Linked DNA regions of Sus scrofa: region 2 is linked to region 1. The links are chromatin contacts, called in public HiChIP or PLAC-seq maps. All regions are on one chromosome and are shown on one strand. The core of a region is the stretch at or near the end of the contact, and the rest is flanking DNA. Distances in the headings are between cores, read along the strand shown. Region 1 holds the start of RPL23 (ribosomal protein L23). Region 2 holds the start of MLLT6 (protein AF-17).

The links. HiChIP or PLAC-seq counts read pairs in DNA pulled down with a chosen protein or histone mark.
Region 2: a contact with region 1 is called in an H3K27ac HiChIP or PLAC-seq map of alveolar macrophages. The contact joins the promoter of MLLT6 here to the promoter of RPL23 in region 1. A contact is called at or near these places in 2 of 5 promoter capture datasets (fetal liver and fetal skeletal muscle) and 2 of 2 datasets of contacts at active chromatin or transcription factors (alveolar macrophages and skeletal muscle).

Annotation. Positions count from the first base shown.
Region 1 is chr12:23,277,308-23,282,878 of Sscrofa11.1, reverse strand. RPL23 (ribosomal protein L23) reads right to left here and starts at 2,914. Exons shown (of 5, transcript NM_001129955.1): 1 at 2,876-2,914; 2 at 2,216-2,299; 3 at 1,789-1,917. The coding sequence starts at 2,888.
Region 2 is chr12:23,402,063-23,407,633 of Sscrofa11.1, reverse strand. MLLT6 (protein AF-17) reads left to right here and starts at 2,781. Exons shown (of 21, transcript XM_021067068.1): 1 at 2,781-3,030; 2 at 4,268-4,347; 3 at 4,831-4,885; 4 at 5,133-5,242. The coding sequence starts at 2,922.

The sequences.
Region 1 (5,571 bases), core at 1,665-4,164:
AGCAAGTGTTCTAAGAGGAACGCCTGTCCAGCTGCATGCTGATCCCGATCTACACATTGGTTAACTGATGTTTAACCACAAAGCTACTTATTCCTTGTCTCCCAAGCCCTCAAGTGAGTATTGGAGGCAAACAAAGTAAGATTTCTGACCAAAAGGCCTGGGAGTGGGATGCAGGCCTACAGTGACACAGGCCAGACACCTATCACATTTGTACTGCATATCGAGATGGCTAGGGGAGTTCCCTTTGTGGCTCAGTGGTTAACGAACCCGACTAGCACCCATGAGGACTTGGGTTCGATCAGTGGGCTATGGATATCTAGCATTGCCATGAGCTGTGGTGTAGGTTGAAGACATGGCTCAGATCCTACGTTGCTGTAGTTCTGGCGTAGGTCAGAGGCTACAGCTCCAATTCGACCCCTAGGCCTGGAACCTCCATATGCTGCTGATGTGCCCTAAAAGACAAAAAAATAAAAAGAGATGGCCAGGACTTCTCAGGAAGAGCAAAGACACCCCAGGGCAGAGAAAAACTAAGCAGGCACAGGAGAAAATTCCAGGAACTGAGCTCAAGTGCATTGAGAATCAGAAGCTCTAAACGTCTAAAGAGAGTAGGTCAGAGGTGCCGAAGTCCTGCCCAATTGGTATACCTAGTGATAAAACTTTTGGGGGTAGCCTGATGATTAAGCAATGAACAGCTGTTCTAGTTTCTACTACATATCATTGTTTCTTTTCAAATTAGTAGTTTCAGGAAAAGAAATTTGCCAGAGGTAGACATTAAGTTTTAAATCTGTGATCTCACCTGGTTGAGCTCAAAACACACCTACAAAAATGTATTTACCAAATACCACCATGTTCATTTGCAGCCAAGGAATTTATTATCTACAGACAATGCTTATGGAACTCAAGTAGAAGAGACAGCTCTAAATGTCACATGCACAAATTACCACCTGGTTTAAGGGTTATGTGGAGAGGGGAGATTGGGGTAAGGAAAGGTGTCAACAAGGTTGTGAGCTGAAGATGAGACTTAGCGAATTCCTGGTAGAAAGAACAAAGGAATAGTAAGAGCTGAGGAACACACCATGAACCTGGGTATTCTAAAAGGATAAGCTTTTGCTTTCATAGGTATGTGAGGTGGTCTGTAACTCTCTGCTGAACTTGCTGGGGAAATACCAAGGTAAATATGTGGAACCCCCAGCTTAAGATGGAAGCCAACTGAGAACTGAAGTACGGGAGTGATAGGATTTACATTTTAAGGAGTTCCTATCATGGCACAGCAGAAACGAATCCAACTAGGAACCATGAGGTTGCGAGATTGATCCCTGGCCTTGGCCAACGGGTTAACAATCTGCGGTGGCTGTTAGTTGTGGTGTAGGTCGCAGACGCAGATCAGATCCTGTCTGATTCTGGCATAGGTTGGCAGCTGCAGCTCCAATTCGACTCCTAGTCTGGGAACCTCCATATGCCAGGGTGTGGCCCTAAAAAGCAAAAAAAAAAAAAAAAAAAAAAAAAATTTAAAGATAGGCTTTGGCTTCAGTGTAGCAAACAAATTTAAGCAGTAAGGGAGGAAGCTAAGATTAGAGAATGATGTCTAAAGACAGCAGGAACAGAATTTAAATTGCAGGTATTTATCTTACAATGTCTTTCAAAGGAAATCAAGCATTAAGAGGCCCTGAGAGGTTAAAAAACAAAACAAAACAAAACACACACCAAACTATTGCTTCATTCTCCAATAAAGGGAGAAGTGGTTCAACGGTCCAGAAACCATAAGGAAGATTTGGTCTGTCTACTCACCCTTCTTTCTGAGCTCTGGTTTCCCTTTCTTGACTGTGGCCATCACCATGTCACCCACACCAGCAGCAGGAAGTCTATTCAATCGTCCCTTGATCCCCTTCACAGAAATGATATAGAGGTTTTTGGCTCCTACGAAAGGATGTAAACAAAAATGGTCTTTTTGAAGGGCCGATTAGGCAGTCCTGCATTTCCGACACTTCCAAGGCCTCTCTCTCCACTCACACCCCCAAGCGGTTCCACTCCCCCACCAGGTGAAATAGTTTGTCACACCACCGATTGAAGCAAAACAGCACAACTTGCTGCCGCTTCACCCAAAAGTGGTGTTTTTACTGTGCCCTTTCTTGGCGGCTCAGAAGGTCACGAGCAAAAGGCCCTCTGAGTGCTTTTAGAAAGGGGAATTTGGCAGGGTTGCAGCTTAAGATCTCACCCGTGTTATCAGCACAGTTGATCACTGCTCCAACCGGAAGACCCAAGGAAATCCGGAACTTAGCACCAGAGGACCCACCACGTCCTGTTAGTAGGGCGACAGAAGAGAGATCACTGTCCAGTCATGGTTCGGAGTTCCCTTCGCATTCTCAAGCTATGAATTCATTCGCATGTGTTTTGGGAAACGGTACACTATAGATTCGATTTCTCTAGGATTCCACTTACCCCCTCTCCAATGCCACTCAGTTCTCAGGGCAAATATCCAATTCCTCCCTCCTACAACCTCACATTGAGATTAGGGGGCCTGGACGACACAATTCCCGATCCAACTTTTGTACCACGCAGTTCTTCCTCCAAGGCGGGAGACCGCACACAAGTCGCCCGCTCTGCGGCTTAAGCTAGCCTGACTCCAACACCATTACTGCAGTGCTAGGCGCAGGGCAACCTCCCGGGGGATTCACGACTAGAATCACGACTGGATCCTGCCAACTCAATCCTCCAGGCCCCTCCGCCATTTCGGGGACTGTCCTGGTGCCCATCCACTCCCTCTCCGCCCCAAAGGAAAGCAGAGTGCCCCAGCTGCCCGTCGCCGCAGCTCCGGGTGAGGCCAGCAGCCACTTCGCGACAGATGGCGAAGGATCTCCCCAAGCCAAAGCCTCACCTCGCTTCGACATCTTGATGGCCCGACAAGGACGAAAAGGAAGTAAGAACAAAGGACCTTGGGATATGAAGCCGACGCCCCGCCCATTCAGGTCACGTGATCCAGAGTTGCCGTGTCCGCCCCTTCCCCGGGGCGTTCTCTTATTACGTCATAAATCGTGGACGTTGCCGTCTCTCGCTTCGAAGTGGGCAGTGGAATCTTTGAAGGCTACAGAAGAGAAAGAGTGCTTGAGTACCTACTGTACGAGTTGGAAAGTAGTTGTTGGGGACACAGAAACATTGGTTTAATTTATCGGACAACCTCTTCTGAGCACTAAGTGTGTACCAGGGATTTCGATGGACGCTAGAGGTTCAGAAATGATTAAAACATCCGTGCTGTATAAGGGCCCCCAAAAAACATGTGGCGGGGGGGGCGGAGTGAGAAAGAGCTCGAAATAGTTTCATTAGGATGTGATATAACTGAGAAGTGCCATTCCAGCGCTACAGATAATTCCTTATATGTGTGCTTGGTCCCACATTCATCTATATTTTAGAGTCTTGTTTTACTCATTACTCTTTTCATTGTTTGTCTTTCCCATTCTTCAAAGGAGCTCTGTTGATATAGTCATTCAAATATTTATTGAATGACTATTTTATGCCAGATACTGTCTTGGACATACACTAGACTACGTCAAAGGAAACAGATCTCTCTCTCTCTCTCTCTCTCTCTCTCTCTATATATATATATATATATATTTTTTTTTTTTTTTTTTTCTTTTTGCCTTTTCCAGGGCTGCTCCCATGGCACATGGAGGCTCCCAGGCCAGGGGTCCAATCAAAGATGTTGCCGCTGGCCTACGCCAGAGCTACAGCAACGCGGGATCTGAGCCGCGTCTGCAACCCACACCACAACTCACGGCAATGCCGGATCTTCAACCCACTGAGCAAGGCCCGAAACCTCATGGTTCCTAGTCCGATTCACCAACCACTGCGCCAAAATGGGAACTCCCAGATCAATATTCTTGACCTTAGGAAGCTTACATTCTGCCAGGGTGGCAGTGAAAGTGGATATTAGATACTAAATCATAGATGTAATAATTGCACTATATAGTATGTTAGATGGTTTAAGTATTATGAAAATAAAAGTAGAAAAGGGGGATCTGGGAGTGGGAGGAGGGGCAGACTGCAATTCAAAATCAGTGGGGGCTTCATGGAAGAAGTGTGACCTTAGTGCAAAGGTTTTAAGCTGAGGGACAATATGATTGTCTAGAGAAGAGCAATCCAGATAGAGTCATCAGCCAATGAAAGGCCCTAAGGCAGAAATGTGCCTGAGCGATATGAGGACCAGCAAGGAACCTAGGAGTGACTGGACAGAGTAAATGAAGGGAAAAGTAGTAGGACAGAAGGTCAGAAGTAATGGAACTTTAGGTCATTGTACACCGCTATTGACTTTGATATGTACAGACTGAAATGGGAAACGGTTAACTCATAAGCATTGAAGGGACATGATCTGAAAATATGTCAGAAGGATCACTCTACTTGAGACTAGAGAGAGCACAAAGATACAAGTAAGGAGGTCTATTGGGAGGCTCTTGCAATAACCCAGGAGAGAAAAACGGTGGTGGTTTGGACTTAACGTGCTAGCAGTATAAGTAATATGATGTGATCAGATTCCAGATGTGTTTCAGAGGTAAAGCCAACAAAGTGTGGGGGTGTTAAAGAACGAGAAGAATAAAAAATGAGGAATTTCCGTCTAGTGGAAATGAATCTGACTAGCATCTAAGAGGATACAGGTTTGCTCCCTGGCCTTGCTCAGTGGGTTAATGATCTGGCATTGCTGTGAGCTGTGGTGTAGGTCACAGATGCAGTTTGGATTCAGCAGTGCTGTGGCTGTGGCGCAGGCCATCAGCTACAGCTCCAACTTGACCCCTAGTCTGGGAATCTCCATTCCGTTTGCCTCGGGTACGGCCCTAAAAAGACAATAAATAAATAAATAAATAATAAAAATAAAAATGTTTCCAAGGCTTTGGGTCTGAGCAAGTGGAAGATGGCATTGCCATCAACTGAGCTGGAGAAAGCTATGGGAGGACTAGGTTTGGGGGTATAAGTAGGGGTTCAATTTTGTACATTTTGAGTTAGAAATATAAATAGCAAGTTGGGGAATTCCCTCCTGGCACAGTGGTTAAGGATCCAGGGTTGTCACTGCAGCGGCTCAGGTCATTACTGTGGTGAGGGTTCTATCCCTGGTCTAGGAACTTTCACATGCCCCAGCATGGCCAACGACAACAAAATAGCAAGTTGGACATATTAGCCTGGGGTTCCAGAAAGGGAGATATAAATTTGGATGTTGTCAGCATATATTTAAAGCCATGATAGTGAAAGAGATCACAAAAAAGTAAGTGTAAACAAAAAAGACCATGGGGAGTTCCCTGGTGGTGCAGCAGCTTAAGTATCTAGCGTTACCAGTGCTGTGGTTCATGTCGCTCCTTTGGTGAGGATTCAATCCCTGGCTGGAACTTCTGTAAACCACAGGTCCGGGGCGGGGGGGGCGGTTTCCTACTGTGGCTCATTGGTAATGAACCTGACTACTCTCCATAGGAAGCCGGTTGAATCCCTGACCTTGCTCCTTGGGTTAATGATCTAGTGTTGCCATGAGCTGTAGTGTAAGTCACAGACATGGCTCGGATCCTGCATTGCTATGACCATGGCATATGCCAT
Region 2 (5,571 bases), core at 1,532-4,031, 120 kb before region 1:
TTATTCCAAGGAGAGCGCGATGAACTTGAACCACTTGTTGGCGGGGTCCTGCTCTTGGCTGTTTTCCGTGGATCGGCACATAGTAGGCGCTCAGGAAGATGTTAGAAGATGTAGAAGGAGCTTGACAGCTCAGCCCTGGGAGTACCCGCTGCGACTCCATCCCAGCCCGCAGGGCACCAGTTTTCCCAAGACCTCGGAAGGGAACATTTGCGAAGGGCGGACATCCCAATTCGACACAGGCATTTAGCGAACACATGGTGGCGGAGCCCTAGCCCTAGCCGAGTACACACTGGGTTCAATTCCGCTCTGCCGTGTTCAGACCGTGTGACTTTGGGCAAGTCACTTCATTTGCCAGAACCTCAGTTGCTCCATCTATAAAATGGGGATATTAACATCCACCCCAAAGATGTGGCTTAAACGAAACGCGGTGGCTTAATGTGGGTGGATTAAACGAAACAGCGTTCCTGATACACTTACTAAACGCCCAAGTATCGCCGCTCGTTCATCCCACAAGCGAGGGCAGTGCACCCGAACGCGATGAGGACCTGGACAAAGGCTCCTCGGTCCCAGTCTCCATGTCACCCACCCCTGGGTGTAGGGACCGACGGGTCTTCGAATGACCCTCGTCCAGCGAAACCTGAAACTGCAGTCGGTCACCTCGGCCAAGGTCGGTCCCGAAAGCGAGTATTCAAATACTCCGAAAGTGGCACGTGGCTAGAGCTGACATTTCTGCGTTTAACTTCCTTGATGTTTTACTCTTGTCAGCAAAGATAATTCGTTAGAAACTCCTAAATAAGACTTCTCGTCTGCGTCTTAACTTTTCGTATGAGCGAAGTTCACAAGACAGACCAAGATAGCGGCGCGTGGCAGCCCTCCCGGGGATCCCGGACCTCGGGCCGGCCCCTAACAATCCCCTAGTTCTCGTCCCCCACCCCCAGGCACGGAAGCCGCAGAAACAGACCTCCCCAACCCCGCCCGTTTAGACAGAGACTCTTCGTCCTGGCAGCCCTCCGGATTCCCGTGTCCCGGCAGGAGCATGGAGAGATGGGAGCTGCAGCCCAGAACTCAGCTTCCCCTACCTCCCCAAACCCCAGCCTTGCGGGGATTAAGGGAGTAAATCCCTGACGCCACAGACCAGGTCAAGGACAAGTTCTCCCCCGCCCTACTCCCTCCTCCTGGGCGGGGATTCACCCCCCCTTTCCCGGATGAAAGGTACTAAATAGACGCGAAGGGAGGGGTAGTGGCGGGCCCCAGCCCCTTGATGTTCCGGTTGAACAGGTGCTGGTGAAAAGGAGGCGGTCCCGGCGGAAGAGTCGGCCAGGGGGGCCTGTGCCGAAGGGGGGACGGCCTCCTCCACCCTCAGTTCCCCCTGCCGGTTTTCCCCACTCCTCTCCGTCTGCCCCTCCCCCGCAGGAAGCGTTCCCGGCCCCGACGTCTTTGAAGTGGCGCTGAAGCCCCCAGGGCTGCCTTCTCCCCTCCGCCGCCCCATCTCACGCTGCGGGAGTGTGACCTTTGGTCCCTGCGGGCGTCCACCCCCCGCTTTAGGAAGTGTGGGGTGGGGTCAGATTTCGTCCCCCTTTCCCACAACGATCTTGGGGATGAAACCTTCGGGCTGAAGCCCCCTCACTTTTTACCCAGACCCAACTTCAGAGACTTTAATTCTTTGGGGGTGTTGTGTGTGAGTTTAAGTGGTGTGTTTGTGTGCGTGCATCGAGGTCAGGTGTAAATGTGTTATTTGTGAGCACTTCCGCGGTAGCGGCTCTCTAACTCGCGTGGGTCTCTAAGCGCGCCTGAAGGCTGGACATGCGGTTTGTGCCCCTCTGGGAGGGGAGGGGAGTGTGGCTGGATGAGGCTTAGAGTGAGTCTGTGTGTCTGCGGGTGCCTCGGTGTGGCTCTGAGGGGTCCGAGTCCCTGTGCCTGCGCGTACGCCTGTGAGCTGGACCGGAAGCTCCCCGAGGGCAGGAATACCCATTAGTTCACGGCTCTATCCCAACGACTGCACACATAGTAAGCACTCAATAAATATTTGTTGAATGAACAAATGTCCGCGTGTAAGAGTGTCTACCCTCCAGGCAGGCCTTGGAGGAAGGAGCCCACGAGCGGTCAGCCGAAAAGCCCCCCGAACACCGAGGGGTGAGCGCCCCACGTCGCTCCCGCTGCTTCGAGCGCCCCTTGCCCTGATCTCCACCTCCAAGTTTCCTTGGGGTTGAAGAACAGTGGTAGAGACGAAGACCTGGGCGGAAGGGGCTGGCGAACCCGAGACCCGGGACTGAGACCGAAGGGCAAGCAGATGGAGGGCTCAGGAGCGCCAACCGAGAGCCACAGAAAGCAAAAGAAAGAGGGAAAATGAGCGCGGAGCGAGCGAACGAAAAGCTCCCTACCAAGCCAGGCTTTGTTCCCTGAACCTAAGACTTTACCCGGCGGCGGGCGGCGGGCGGCGGGCGGGCCGGGAGCGAGCGAGCGGAGGCGCGCGGCCATGGCTGCCGCGGCCGGGCAGGGGGGCCGGGGGGGCGGCGCGTGAGCGGGCGGCGCGGGCGGGCGGGCGCCCGCGATGTGCCACTCGGCGCCTCCCCCGCCGGGCCCGGGCTGTGCGGCGGTCGGCCGGCCCTGGTAGCTGGGCGCGCGGCGCGGAGGGGGCGAGCCCCGCGCGCGGATCTCATTGTTGGGGGGGGGGCCCGTCGGGGCATGAGGGCGAGAGCACGGCGGGGGGGCGGCCAGACAGAGCGAGCGAGGAGGAGGAGGAGGAGGACGCCGAGGAGGAGGAAGGAGGAGGCGAAGAAAAGAAGCGGCGGCGGCGGCGGCGGCGGCGGAGGAGGAGGGAGCGAGGAGGCGCGCGGCCCCCCGCTCCCTCCCTCCCCCCCTGACCCCCGACCCCCGCCGGCCGGCCCCCAGCCCCAGCCCCGGAGGGAGCTCATGGGAGTATGAAGGAGATGGTAGGAGGCTGCTGCGTATGTTCGGACGAGAGGGGCTGGGCCGAGAACCCGCTGGTCTACTGTGATGGGCACGCGTGCAGCGTGGCTGTCCACCAAGGTACGGGGGTGGCCCGCGGGGGGCGGCGGGACCCCGGGGGCGGCGTGCGCAGGGCGCCCCGGGCCGCGCCCTCCGGAGACCTCCCGAGGCTCGGGCGCCCCTCCCCCACCCCACCTGAAGAGAAGGGAGGCGTCGGGGGGCTGCCCCCGCCCGGTCCTGGAGGACCGGGTCAGGCATTGTTTTCTTGCCTATTGTTCCAGTCCCGCGCCCCCCACCCCAAGTTGAGGGAGTTTGGGGACAGTCTAGGGGGCCAAGGAGTGCACTCTCCACTCCCCACACTGCCAGTGGCGGGGCTGCTAGGAGAATGTTTACCTGCGAGGTGTCCCCTCCCGCCCGGTTATTTTGGTCCCGGCTCTCAGAGGGAGAGGTCAAGGGGGGGTCATCCCCCCCTCCCGCTTCCGGATACTGGGAGGAGCGGAATTGGGAAGGGAGGAGATAGAGTCCCAGGGGAGAGGGGACTCCTAAAATCCTCCGGGGAAGAGCCGAGGATAGGAGAGAGGTTGCGCCGGGGGCCGGGAATGGAGAAGAGGGAGGTTTGGAGTTTCCCCCAGCAGCACATGGTTCGAGAGTTAACTCCTTGAGGAATCTTGCCGAGGGCGCAGGCTGGCATCTCCTGCCTGTCTGGCACAGCCAGCTGTCCCCCACCACCACCCCCCCTTCCTGGGACAGCCCTTAATCCTGTAGCTATGGGCTCTTCCCGCCACTCTCCTCTTGGTTACCTGCACTGCACCTGCCCTCGGCCTTGACTTTTGACCTGTACCTATTATAGTTAGAGACAGAAGATGAAGTCTCTAGACCCCTGACTTCCCCGCCTCTTCCATTACTGGCCCTTTAAGAAGTGCCCCCCCCTCCCATAACAACAAAACGTGTTTGACTTAAATGTGGTTCCTCCGATTTTCTCTATTCCTGATGATGAGGATCGGTCCTGGAAGGAGCTGGGAAACAGAAAGCTGGGTACAGAAAGGGCATGGGCGGAGGATCTTCTAGAAGTTTAAGGTCAAGGACTCAGACTTCCCACTCCTGCTTGGAGTACTTGCTTGTGTGGCTGTAAGCTGGCCGCGGGCTCTTGGGCATTCCTTGTGATCTTGCTGTCAAGTGTGGAACCTCTGGGCAGGGGAGCAGCCCCTACCCCTGCTGGAACTGGCTCTAGTGCTTTAGAACCACCCGTTCCCCCAGTTACTCTGGGAAAAACCGCTGCTGACAGATGTGCTCCGTGGTTCTCCTCCCTCATCCCCAGCTTGCTATGGCATCGTCCAGGTGCCAACAGGACCCTGGTTCTGCCGGAAATGTGAATCTCAGGAGCGAGCAGCCCGGGTGGTGAGTTTGAGACTCCCCTCTCCCCACCCCGGGCACCCGGGCAGCCCCTCCCTCCCCGTTAAGCTAGGGGACTCTGAGGCTGAGGCTGGGGTGGAACTGTCACAGAGGGCTTCCTGTTTTCTGCACACCTATCACCAGCCCCATCTCTCCCTCAGCTTATCCCTGACTCTGCCCCACCTCGGGCACCCGGCCTTTTATTTTGTTTGCTTGTTTGTTTGAGCCTTTCATTATGGGAAGTTTCCAACCTGCTCAGAAGTGAAAGGAATACTCTTAGGAACTTCATGCCCTCCTCACCCTCTTCCACACTTAGCACTTATGGCCAATTCTGTTTCCTCTGTACCCCAACCCGTTCCCCAGTAGACGGCTTATCTTTTCATCCTGGGGCCCTCTGTGTGTGTTCAGGGAGGGCCCAGCTCAGCAGATCCCCCACCCCCTTTAGGTGAACCCACCCCCCCAAATCCCCATGCCCCCTTGTATTGGCAGAGGTGTGAGCTGTGCCCACACAAAGACGGGGCATTGAAGAGGACTGACAATGGAGGTGAGGGGGGTCCTGAGCCCCAGGGCTCATCTGTTGAGGTCAGCAAGGCGCCCTGAGCAGGGTCTGGGGAGGCAGGAGTGGACCACGGGTGGGGGCGCAGTGCAGGGGCTGAGTTTCCCTTCCCTCCCCCGGCACTGGAGTCTGATGGGAAGGCCGTGGAGGAGGGGACTCTCTGCCGTTTGGGGTTGCGAGGGGTCTGGGTCTCAGGCTCGCCATCACAGCTGAGGCTGGCCCCACACCACCCCAGGCTGGGCCCACGTGGTGTGTGCCCTCTACATCCCTGAGGTGCAGTTTGCCAACGTGCTCACCATGGAGCCCATCGTGCTGCAGTACGTGCCTCATGATCGCTTCAACAAGGTCAGCAGCCCCCGCCATGCCCCATACCAGTCCCCTCCCTCGCCAGCCATTCTGGGGTCCCTCCAGCCCTCTCCCCATCCAGTTGATTCTGTCCACCTGACACTTCCAGGGAACCGAGGAGGTGGGTAGGCATCCTCCTCTGACGGAGGTACGCTTATGTTCTGACACGCAGCGAAAGAGCAGGCTGCCTTGCAGGAGTGCTGGCCGAAGATAGCGTGTAGGGAGCAGTTCATTCATTCATGCCCTGAACGCATTTTACTGAGTGCCTATTCCGTGCCAGAAGCGGGGCGAGGGACCAGACACACAGTGTTCGTACCGCTTGAGACAGA